Linked DNA regions of Rattus norvegicus: region 1 is linked to region 2. The links are chromatin contacts, called in public Hi-C maps. All regions are on one chromosome and are shown on one strand. Each heading gives the region's core, a stretch centred on a gene start, on an enhancer-like site or on the middle of the called end of the contact. The rest is flanking DNA. Distances are from core to core; before and after follow the strand shown. Region 1 has its middle 17 kb from the start of Anxa5. Region 2 overlaps Anxa5 (annexin A5).

Region 1 (5,891 bases), core at 3,203-5,702, 48 kb after region 2:
TCCTATTCCTTTTCACTTGCTTCATTTTTCAATCCATGAAACCCTCTTTCTCATCCTTTTCCTTTTTTCTCTATGTCTTCCATTCTCCCTCTGCACTGAGAGCTTCAGATACTCAGCCTGCAGTTGCTTTTCGTGTAAATGTGGTGTGTGTCAGTCTGGTGTAGTGCTGATCCAGGCAACAAACAGCAGTGTAATGCACAGCAGACCTCTGGGAAGCGTCACCTTTGTGTTTTTCCTCCACTCAGCCTTCAAACCCCCAGGGTTACCCCTCATCCTTTCTCCAATACACTATCCACATCTCTCCTGACTCTCTCCTCTCAGAACATAAAACACAGATTCACAAGGAGGCCTGTTCCAGCAGGCTTGGAACTCACTATTACTGGATTCAACAACAACCTTTTATTTTTTTTCCTTTTTTTTTATTAACTTGAGTATTTCTTATATACATTTCGAGTGTTATTCCCTTTCCCAGTTTCCAGTCAAACATCCCCCTCCCCCCTCCCCTTCCTTATGAGTGTTCCCCTCCCAACCCTCCCCCCATTGCCGCCCTCCCCCCAACAGTCTAGTTCACTGGGGGTTCAGTCTTAGCTTCCCCTTCCACTGGTGCTCTTACTAGGATATTCATTGCTACCTATGAGGTCAGAGTCCAGGGTCAGTCCATGTATAGTCTTTAGGTAGTGGCTTAGTCCCTGGAAGCTCTGGTTGCTTGACATTGTTGTACATATGGGGTCTCGAGCCTCTTCAAGCTCTTCCAGTTCTTTCTCTGATTCCTTCAACAGAGGTCCTATTCTCAGTTCGGTGGTTTGCTGCTGGCATTCGCCTCTGTATTTGCTATATTGTGGCTGTGTCTCTCAGAAGAGATCTACATCTGGATCCTGTCGGTCTGCACTTCTTTGCTTCATCCATCTTGTCTAATTGGGTGGCTGAATATGTATGGGCCACATGTGGGGCAGGCTCTGAATGGGTGTTCCTTCAGTCTCTGTTTTAATCTTTGCCTCTCCCTTCCCTGCCAAGGGAATTCTTGTTCCCCTTTTAAAGAAGGAGTGAAGCATTCACATTTTGATCATCCGTCTTGAGTTTCATTTGTTCTAGGCATCTAGGGTAATTCAAGCATTTGGGCTAATAGCCACTTATCAATGAGTGCATACCATGTATGTCTTTCTGTGATTGGGTTAGCTCACTCAGGATGATATTTTCCAGTTCCAACCATTTGCCTACGAATTTCATAAAGTAGAACAACAACCTTTTAAAACGCTTACAACTCTGTCTATGTATCCCAACACTGGTCCCAGGAGATCTGTATGTGAGGCTTCCATCAAACTGTACCTTTGAGTGGGGAAGCACAGGATACAACAATGACATAGTAGCTTCTAGGGACTGCACTCTATTGAAACATCGCAGTGGAAACTGAGCTCCCGTCCCTTAAGTAACTCCCTGGTTGAAAGCCACAGAGCATTACAGATGGGCGTGTCCAGACCCAAGGCACTTCTCCAGAACCACAGTTCTCTTCCAGCCCATCAGTGGGAATGAGAAGAACAGAACCATATGCCTGGTGGGCGGCCTGCCCCAGGAGGAGCCCAACCACCTCACATTTTCCCTAACAACGCAGAAAACAAGTATTCAACACAGAAAGTGGATCCACGGAGGAAGGGCACAGCACCAGACATCTCTAATTACCTCCAGCTCAGAGGGAAACTTGAGACCATCATCTTAAAGCCCAATACTGAAAGCGGTAAATCACCACAGAGCAGAAACCTCAAACCAGCACATTGTCTTTGCAGAGCAGGGCAATGCTTATCACTTCTGCTGGGTTTGCTGATAAAAGCATATGCATGCAGCCACGTTGCCTCAAGCCTAATAGTGATGGATTATCTTTCTTTCCCAAAGATAACCCTGGCAATAAAATAATAGGCTGAGTGACTAATGACAGTTTGAATCATATCTCGGAAGGTCTCACAATTACCTCAGGAATGGAGAGAGGCTTCTTGCAATCTATGTTCTATATTCTGGAACCACCTTGGACATTTTTCATCCATTTAAAGGTCCCTTTATCTCCCTAAGAGAAGTACCCAGAAAACTGTCATTGCCCCGTTAGTGTTTCCATTGTACCAAACACTGGCCTCTTGTTCTCATAATGCCCCATGAACGTTCTTCTGTGTGTGTCTGTGTCACCTGCTGGATCACAAGCCTTCTGAGTATTTGAAGTGTATCTTAATCACAGTTCTCAGAGTCTCAAACACACGGGAGACAAATGTCTGTTCAGTATGTGTTTGTCGAGAGTGGGGCTTTACTAGTTAGATGTCCTTGTTCCAACTACGGAACTTTACAAATAATTCACCCGTCTTCATCTCAATCCAGGAAGTTAGCGATAGAGCCCCCTTCCCAGGGTTGTTGAGTGTGTTTAATGCTCAGTGTGCACTCGCCGTGGCTGTTGGTGTTGCTGTGGCTGTTACTGCTAGGCAGCACCAAGACGTCGCTCACACTGCTGGAAGAACTGCTTCCCGAGACCAGGGTCCTATGGAAACAGAGCTCCCGAGAGAAGAGAACTCCGCCAGATCTATGTCATGTGGCACACAGACAAGAGAATGATACTCCAGGGCTCTGTTAGCCAGGGATGAAGCACACATTGTGTGTGATTTCCTATTTTAAGAGTTTTGCGGGTTGGGAATTTAGCTCAGTGGTAGAGTGCTTACCTAGCAAGCACAAGGCCCTGGGTTCTGTCCCCAGCTCCAAAGGAAAAAAAAAAAAAGAAAAGAAAAGAAAAGAAAAAAGAAAAAGAAAGAAAAAAAGAGTTTTGACTTAATTTAACCTTCATATGTGGAACAGAGAAGTTGTTCTTATTATTCTAATTCTTGAAGATGAAGAAAATGAGACAGAGGTGAAGTTGCCAAGGATTACATAGGTGAGTTGCTGGCCACAGATGCCCATGACTGTGTCTCAAGTTGTAACAGAACAAACGAACCACAGGATTGTCCTCAAATGTTCCCTAGAGAACCTGGGCTAGACCCATTCAGGCTCTCTCCTGTTCCCATGCCCACCTGCCCTCAGTCCACCACAATATCTATCCTATTTTTCCTTCCCAGGGAGATCCGTGCATCCCCCTCTGGGACCCTCCTTGTTACTTAGCGTTTCTGCATATATATGTTGTAGTTGTTTAGCATGGTGTTTTTGTGGGACTCCTAACAGAGGGAGCATGGCTGTCCCTGATACTTTTGCCTGCTTTTAGGACCCTTCTGCTCCCACTGAATTGCCTTGTCCAGCCTTATTATGAGAAGAGGTGCTTAATCGTGTTATAACTTGATATGCCATGTTTGGTTGATACCCCTGGAAGGTCAGCCCATTTCTGAAAGGAAATGGAGGAGGAGTGGATGAGGAGGCAGGAGGTGGCGGGGCGAGGGACTGCAAGGAGAGGAAGGAGGGAAAATTGTGGATGGGATGTAATATATGAGAGAATAAATTAATTAAAAAAAAGTTTCTTGGAGTAGCACCCAATTCATCCTCCTAAGCCACCATAGACCCAGGCCTCCTCAGCCTGTGTCACTACAGAGGGACCAGGAGCAGTGATGCCCCAAACCATGGCGTTCTTAGGGTTCCCTCCCTCCATCAGTAGATGCACTAGAATTACTTCTGTTAGGTACAGAATACAGTTTCTCTTAAAAAGACTATAAGTCAAACCATTATTAGATATTGTACAGTCATACTAAAATAGTAAGGCAGTAATGTCCCCTAGCAGTTTCTGTCAACATTGTACCACATCCAGCTACAAAACGTAAGTGAAGGGGTCTCAACATATCACAGCCCACCACTAGTCACAGATCATTTATTAAACAGACAAGAAAATAACCAGGTGTTGTTTTTTTTTTTTAATTTTATCGGAGTTATGTGAGGGGAAGTTGCCTCTGGTCTCTGGTAAGCAGAAGAAGCTGCCAGCATCCCTAAAGCGTGCATAGCCCCAGACAACAAGGAAGTATCCAGCCTCAACGCCAGTCATGCCAAAGCTAAGTATCTGGGAAGCTGCATTTTCTATTAGACAACAAGCAACGTCTGGAGACTTTCTCTCGGCTCACCCTGGACCCAAACCAAAGTTAGAAGCCTTAGCCCTGTGGTGGTGACCTCCATCTTGCTTCCCAATATATTGGCAAAATCAGGTTGGCCGGAAAGTAGGCAGGTCAGGGGTGCCGGAAAGTAATGGTATCACTTTTAAAATCCTGCGCCAGTGGCTAATTTAATATTCTGAGTCACTGAGCTATCTGTAAGGTCTGTACCTCCTCCCTGGAGGTGGCCCAGGGCCAACAGCTAATGAATTATTAGCTATCTTTATTTAGTAACGATAACAGCAGCTATCATGATTGGACATTTGCTAACTGTCGGATATGAATCACTCAGCCTTGTGCAGCAAACTCATGGCTGTGGCCTCTCTTGGCTGGAGACGTGCCCCCTTTGGATTGGAGGCAGAAAGCAGCGCCACCTGGCGGACTCTGTGAGAAGTGTGTAGGAGAGTCAGCTCACAGCTCACGGAAGTCTCCGATCTGTGTGTACAAGACCTGCTGAGGTCTGTCAGGCCTGTGCGGTTCTTTGACGACTCCTGTCTGTTAGGTCCCAAAGAAATAGGGACAAATGATTAATTGAAGTGCCTATTTAACTCACAAAGGCAGATAGATACCAGTGACCAGGCTCTCTCAGCCTCTCTCAGTACCACCCCCCGCCCACAAACCTCTCCATCCCCTGAGCATCGCTGTTGTTCTGGTTCCTACATAACCCACTCATTTTGATCACTCTTGGTTACTCTTTGTTCTCTTGGCCTCTTGGTTCGTCTTCCTCTCCTGGTCCCCTCTCTTGTCCCTTTCTCTTCTTCCTCTCTTGCTGTCCCTCTCCTCTCTCCTCTCATGGCTGACCTATTCTGCGGCCATGTTCAGTCTGGACTTTTCCAGATGCCTCTGGCTCTTCTGTCCCTCATATCTGCAATAAAAACCTTCTCTTCAGCCATTCCTAGGAGGAATCGCGTGCTTGTTTTCATTCACTACCCTCAAGAAATTTGCAAAAACAAACAACTTATAATGTTCTACTTCGGGCTGGAGAGATGGCTCAGTAGTTAAGAGCACTGACTGCTCTTCCAGAGGTCCTGAGTTCAATTCCCAGCACCCACATGGTGGCTCACAATCATCTGTCATGGGATCTGATGCCCTCTTCTGGTGTGTCTGAGGACAGCTGCAGTGTACTCACATAAAAAAAAAATGTTCTATTTCATAAATGCTCCCATTTAGAGACACTCCCCTCTCCCCACCCCACCCGGAGAATTAGATGTTCCCTTTTTCTCAATGAGTCAAGGGGCGGGGGTGGGAGGGTACAGTTTAAGGAAGGACATTTGGTCCGGGGCTTAATGTTGGGAACCCTGGCTTACTTGGCAGCTTTGACTGCCAGTGAAGGAGCCGGTGTCAAGAAGAACCGCTAAAACAGTTTAGTGACTTTCTCAGGCCTAGCCTTTCAGGTGGGTTTTGACCTGGCAGAGAATTTTTCCTATTGGGGTCCTGGATCCCAGTAGGAAAGACATTATTTTTTGCTACTAAATAGGACACTTTCCATACTGGGGCTTTCTGCTTGACTTAGTGGGTAGCCACTTCCAGCTGCCTGTCCGTCGTGAATGTCTGGGTCTTGGGTGAACATTGATGGCTATCCTTGCTCACGGAATTGATAGCATAGCCCTCAGCCCAGGTTTGGAGACAGCCTGCTGTGGAGGATGCTGTTTCAGACCCAGGACTCAGGATGCACAGCTTTCATCAGCACGGAAGAGCCTTATGCAGACAAAGAGCAGGGCCAGAGCTGAACTGGGTTCTCAAACTTTCTGATGAGCTTTTGCAACTTGGGGCCCACTGCTTTGCCCGGGTCCGCAA
Region 2 (5,422 bases), core at 2,311-4,810:
TAAGCATTTCTCATTTTTCTCAGCTTTTACATATTTTTGTACTCATGATGGTGTTTACCGTTCCTCCATCTTCTGCGCCCTCCTTCCCTCCTCATACTTTGTCTTTTTTTCCTATTGCTGCGAAGAGACACCATGACCAAGGCAATCAGGGTCTTGCTTACAATGTCAGAGGGTGTATCCACGACCACTGTGGCTGAGAGCATGGCAGTGGGCAGGCGGGCACAGCACTGGAGTAGTGGCAGAGAGCTTACATCTCCCCCACATGCCTGAGGCAGACGTGGGCCCAGCATGGGCTTTTGAAACCTCAAAGCCCACCCCTAGTGACAAACCTTCTCCAACAAGGCCACACCTCCGCATCCTTCCTGAACAGTTTAGCAGCTGGAAATAAGCATTCAAATGTGTCAAATCACCACACCCTTTTCTCTTGGATCTTACAGAAATGTTTGGTTTTAGGTAACTAAAAGTAACCATCTTTCTTTTACAGGGTCTGGATTTGGGGTGATCGACAGACTGGCCTTCCACTTCAGGGTTATTGCCGCAGAAACAGGAATGACCTAACAGGGGCTGTTTGTTTGGGAAAGTTCCAGGCCTACAACTCTGAGGAAGCTGCTAATTCCAGTGTCTCCATCAGCATCCTCAGCTTCCGGGTAGAGCCATTTCTCAGCAGCAGACCCCTGGCCAGTACCTGGGCAGGAAGGTACAGATCAGCCAGCCACTTCTACCACAGACCTCTCTCACGAGGAATGTGCCCCTAGCTGAACACCCCCCTCAGCAGACACTTGTGAGGTCTAAAAAGTGGTCTGACAGCTGATCAGCTCTGCTTCCTGCCTTCTTCCCTTAAGCCCTCTGCATCCCTAACCCCATCCTGGCACCTACCTCCAGAGACTCTTAACAGGTAACATGAGGAAATGTCTTCATTATGATTCAGTGACTAAGTTTATGGTTTTGAGATTCAACTGGAGAGAGGAAGCTCAGAACTAATCTTATCTTTCTCCTCAATGATGGGCTGGTTATCTTCACGTAAGTTAATTGTAAAAGGAACTGAATTTCATACAGCCAATTTATGAAAAACAAAGGCTCTTAATCACGAGACCATTTTAATCGAAGGTTGGAAAGAACATAAGTGTCCGTCCATCTGTGTTGGTTTCAATATCCCAGCTTGCTTTCTACTCACCAGTCTAGAAAGGCACGAGTCCTGCGGAGTTTTAACAACTCGGGCTTGGGTGTAGCTCCATGGTAGAACACTTGCTCACGATCTGCTAGGGCCAGCTTCCAGAACAACCACCCCCTCCCCAAATAGGAAGGAAGAATGAATGAGGGAGGGAGGGAGGGAGAGAGGGAGGGAGGGAAGGAAGGAAGGAAGGAAGGAAGGAAGGAAGGAAGGAAGGAAGGAAGGAAGGAAGGGAAGGAGAAAGAGACATACAGACAGAGAATGGTGTCTGGAGATGAATGTTAGATTAGGCTATGTGGTATAAGCCTGTCCCTCCAAGAACTCTATACCTTACTGTTCTCATTTAGATTAACTAATGAGTCTCTTTAAACGTGAGTTCTGAAAAGAACTAGTGTTTTCACAACAGTTTCACAGCAAGATCCGGCAGGGGTACAAACCGGAAAAGTGCAGCGCATGGTAAAGCCCTTTTCTCTTTCTGATATAGTTTCCTATTGTAGCCCAGGCTGGCCTGGAACTCCCAGCAGTCCTCTTGCCTCGGCCTCCTCCGTGTTGGGATCACAGGTGTGAGCCACCACAGCAAGCTCAGAGCTCTCGAACCAGCAAGCTTTTGGTGCACAGTTTACATGATAGACTGAGGCTCCGCGCCTGCGGAGCGTGGGCGGGAGTGTGTGTGTGTGTGTGGGGGGGTCCAACTTCACATTATCACACACTTGACTTTTACACTTTCCTTGGTTATTTTGTAGAGCAGTGAGGGCTGTGAGAAGGTCGCTGTTAGTATTTAAAAGGGAAATTAACATTTTAGTTAGGGAAAAAGTAACCATAAGTATATAGCGTACGTACAATAGCAAAGTAACTCCACTCTGAGGCGCTCAAAGGCAGGAAACAGGAAGGCAAGGCTGAAGAAATGGCTTTCTAAAAAATACTGTGTTATCTGTGGCGAGACAGACACATGGTGCCTGAGCACAGGGCCACGTGGCAGGACATAGGTTAGAATACATTAGCTATTTGAAGTTGTGAGCTAGTCAGACAAGAGCCTAGCTATCTGGCCAAGGTATTTATAAATATATTTTGAGTCTGGGTCTTATTTCTGGGAATATGGGGCTGAGAGGAAGAACCAGAACAAACTTCTGCGATTGTCTCAAACGGGAGAAGGCAAAGAGATGTGATGGTTTGCATATGCTTGGCTCAGGGAGGGGCACTGTTGGGAGGTGTGGCCTTGTTGGAGTAGATGTGTCACTGTGGGTGTGGGCTTTATTACTCTTGTCCTAACTGTCTGGGAGTGTCCTACTAGCAGCCTTCAGATGAAGATGTAGAGCTCTCAGCTCCTCCCGCACCATCCCTGCCTGGATGCTGCCATGCTCCTCCTTCATGATAATGGACTGAACCTCTGAGCCTGTAAGCCAGCCCCAAGTAAATGTTGTCTTTTATAATACTTGCCTTGGTCATGGTGTCTGTTCACAGCAGTAAAACCCTAAGAAGTGTTACAAGCCAAAGCGAACACTCTGAAATTTTATGTTGTGCAAAATTACTTTTTCTGCTAGAAGCTCCACAGTATTGCCTTATCTGATGAGGAAATAAACCTCTCTCCCAGGAGACCCTCCCCCTTTCATCCCGCCAGGAAACGTACACACACACACACACACACACACACACACACACACACACACACTCACATGCACACACGCGCGTGCGCACACACACACACACACACACACACACACGCACACACACCCCACTCCCTCACCCTTTCACCGTCCTTCATCTCTCTGTGTTAGGAAATTTGGTCCCTGGCGCTGCATTTTTTAGTACTCCAAGACCAACTATACTTTTAGCTTTTACTAATACTACGGTCAAGTGCCTGCTTTCAAAGGGGGACCATTGTTAAATAAGCGTTCTAAACACGAGCCTACACAGGATTTGGAGGGACGAGAATGTTTATTTGTCGGCAACGTTTCTGATATTACGACCATCTTAATTTTTCAGGTCAGCTAGAGCACTAAGCTTGATTGACAGCACTTCCAAGAGTTCACAATTTCATGGCTAAGGTTCCGTTCAAGGTAATATGGTTATTAACTTAATATAAATGAAGCTTTAGAAGAGGATAGAAAACGCAACTTAGAGATACTAGACTGAGAGACGTGGGAAGGTCTATGTCAGACAGAACAGCAGAACACTGCTTTCATTCGAGACAGCTTTGGTCATTAGCACACACTCGTGTGAGTAAGGCAGCGTGGCAGGCAGGCAGGCATTGAACGTAAGTAGGCGTGGTGCTGAAGGAAGCTGATGGTGGGCAGCAGGCGGGCCCAGGGCACTCCAGGCAGCTCCTCAGTCATCCTCGCCTCCACAGAGGAGCAGCAGGGCCTTCTTATAGTCTCCAGATGTGTCGCCCTGGAACCCAAACATGCTCTGTCAACTCCATGACTCACAAAAGCCACAGCTCAGGAAAGAGCTGAGCGTGACTAGTGTTCCTGTGACTTTCCTCCCGACTGGGCAACTTCTCTGCATGACTCTCACGACAGGAATGTCACATGGGGAAATTCCAATGCCGCCCAGTTGAACTTTCTAATTTTACCCCTCAAGGGCTGTTCTCTTAATGGAGTGGAGTATGTTCTTCCTTCGAGAAGTGGGGAGGGCAAGGAAACCTTTCCAAGTATGTTAAATCATCACGCTTTCCAAACAGATGCCCAGTTTCTCTCGGGCTAACAAGGGCATGCCTCCCATGCCGTGGCTTTGCTTCAGAGGCAGGCCTAGCACATGCTTTCTTTCCTCAGACTTCCCTCATAACGCTTGTGTGTGAAACTGTCTTAAGTGCACGGACTGATGTAAGTGCGTTTCTAACGTAAGCCAGAGTTCTACCTTGATCATAGAGTACAGGGACGTGGCGAAGTTCTTCCTAAACTCCTTCCTGATGTTAAACAGATCAATCTCACTCCTCGACACTATGACTCTGATGAGGGTGTGATCGTCCGTCCCAGCACCCTTTAAAGGAGAAAAGAGCACAGGTGTTAAGTCTTCACGCACAGCATTAAATGCCCCTGGTTTGAGGTAAACCATTAAAGTCTCGTAGTATAGGAGAAACAGGCTACATGTCTGAAGGAGACGTGCATCCCCAGGCTTATCTGAAGCATAATCAGAACTAGAGAAGGCTGCATTTACTAGATGCAGGCTACCTACTCACCTTCATAGCATAGTAGAGGGTCTCTGCAAGGTAGGCAGGTATGCTCCGAATAGACTTCACTACAAAAACACAGAATACAACTGTCAAAAGCTATTCAGACATGAAGAGCGACGTGATCAAAGTGCAAACACGGTCCCCTGTTCTTAGCTCTGTTTCTAAGTGTAAAAGTGAGGTGCCCTGCAGAGGGGCATCTGCAAGCTGCTCTAGTTCCTCCTCTGCTGCCTTCCGACTCCTCAGAGCCTTCTGACTCCTCAGGGCCTTCCAACTCCTCAGGGCCTTCTGACTCCTTGGCTGTCTTCTGACTCTCTAGCTTGGCTCTCCTCTGTGCAGGTCCAGAAAGGCACCGGAAAAGAGGCTCTTCTCTGTGCCCCTTTGTTCTCTGCGGTCTTTGTTGGCACCTGGGTGGTTATAATGCCACGTCCCTCATCACTGATAAGTTATATAAGTAGCTTAGAAGTTTCTGTTCCGAGACATCCGATCAAATGATACAAGAATACTACTCTAATCTCTGCAAACGCCCGGACTGACTTTCTGAATTCTCTCTGAATTCTCCGAACTAAAACTCACAATTCACAAAAGCAGCCTGGATGTATCCATTGCAGTTCAGACACTGGGCCAGGCCGCTCACCCTCTCCACGCCACAGCTGACATGGGTTAAGGGCGTGCAGATAGGAGTCCCTCAGCAAAGGACACAAAAACTCTGCAGGCCACGAAAATGAGAATCCTTCAGCTCTGATACCTCTCAAGTCTTCCTTTTCAAAGATTAAGAAAAGCAGCTTCTCAGGCAGACTGAGAAACTATCCTCTGGCTAGAGAAAAAACAAACAAGCATGTGTTTGACATGATAGAAGGTGGCTGTTTTCAGGTTAAATGATCTGGAGTTTTAATTAAGTGCGCATAATAACTGTGACCTTCTTGTGTGTCTTCCTCATGAAAGAGCCAAGTTTCTACCTCACTGGACGTGTCTTCGGATGAAAGGCTACTAAACTAAGTTGGCTCCAGCACAAATGCTCAGAGGAGACAGAGGCTGCCTTCAGACCGTGTGAGCCCAGGCTGGGCCTGCGGGATCTGGAA

Evidence for each region. A called contact is a pair of places that touch in the nucleus more often than the background predicts.
Region 1: a contact with region 2 is called in a Hi-C map of the A7r5 cell line, with 5 times the contacts expected there. The contact joins two enhancer-like sites. A contact is called at or near these places in 9 of 12 Hi-C or Micro-C datasets (the A7r5 cell line, the Rat2 cell line, frontal cortex and 4 more).

Annotation. Positions count from the first base shown.
Region 1 is chr2:121,286,554-121,292,444 of GRCr8, forward strand. No RefSeq gene overlaps it. Among named protein-coding and RNA genes, the nearest start is that of Anxa5, 17 kb to the left of the region's middle. Within about 2 kb of position 4,453, at least 10 of the 93 cell types and tissues checked have an H3K27ac peak or open chromatin away from gene starts, as enhancers often do. A contact at or near this core is called in the A7r5 cell line, where this site is marked.
Region 2 is chr2:121,239,046-121,244,467 of GRCr8, forward strand. Anxa5 (annexin A5) reads right to left here. Exons shown (of 13, transcript NM_013132.2): 11 at 4,350-4,408; 12 at 4,028-4,150; 13 at 3,106-3,559. The coding sequence ends at 3,497. Among named protein-coding and RNA genes, the nearest start is that of Anxa5, 31 kb to the right of the region's middle. Within about 2 kb of position 3,561, at least 22 of the 93 cell types and tissues checked have an H3K27ac peak or open chromatin away from gene starts, as enhancers often do. A contact at or near this core is called in the A7r5 cell line, where this site is marked.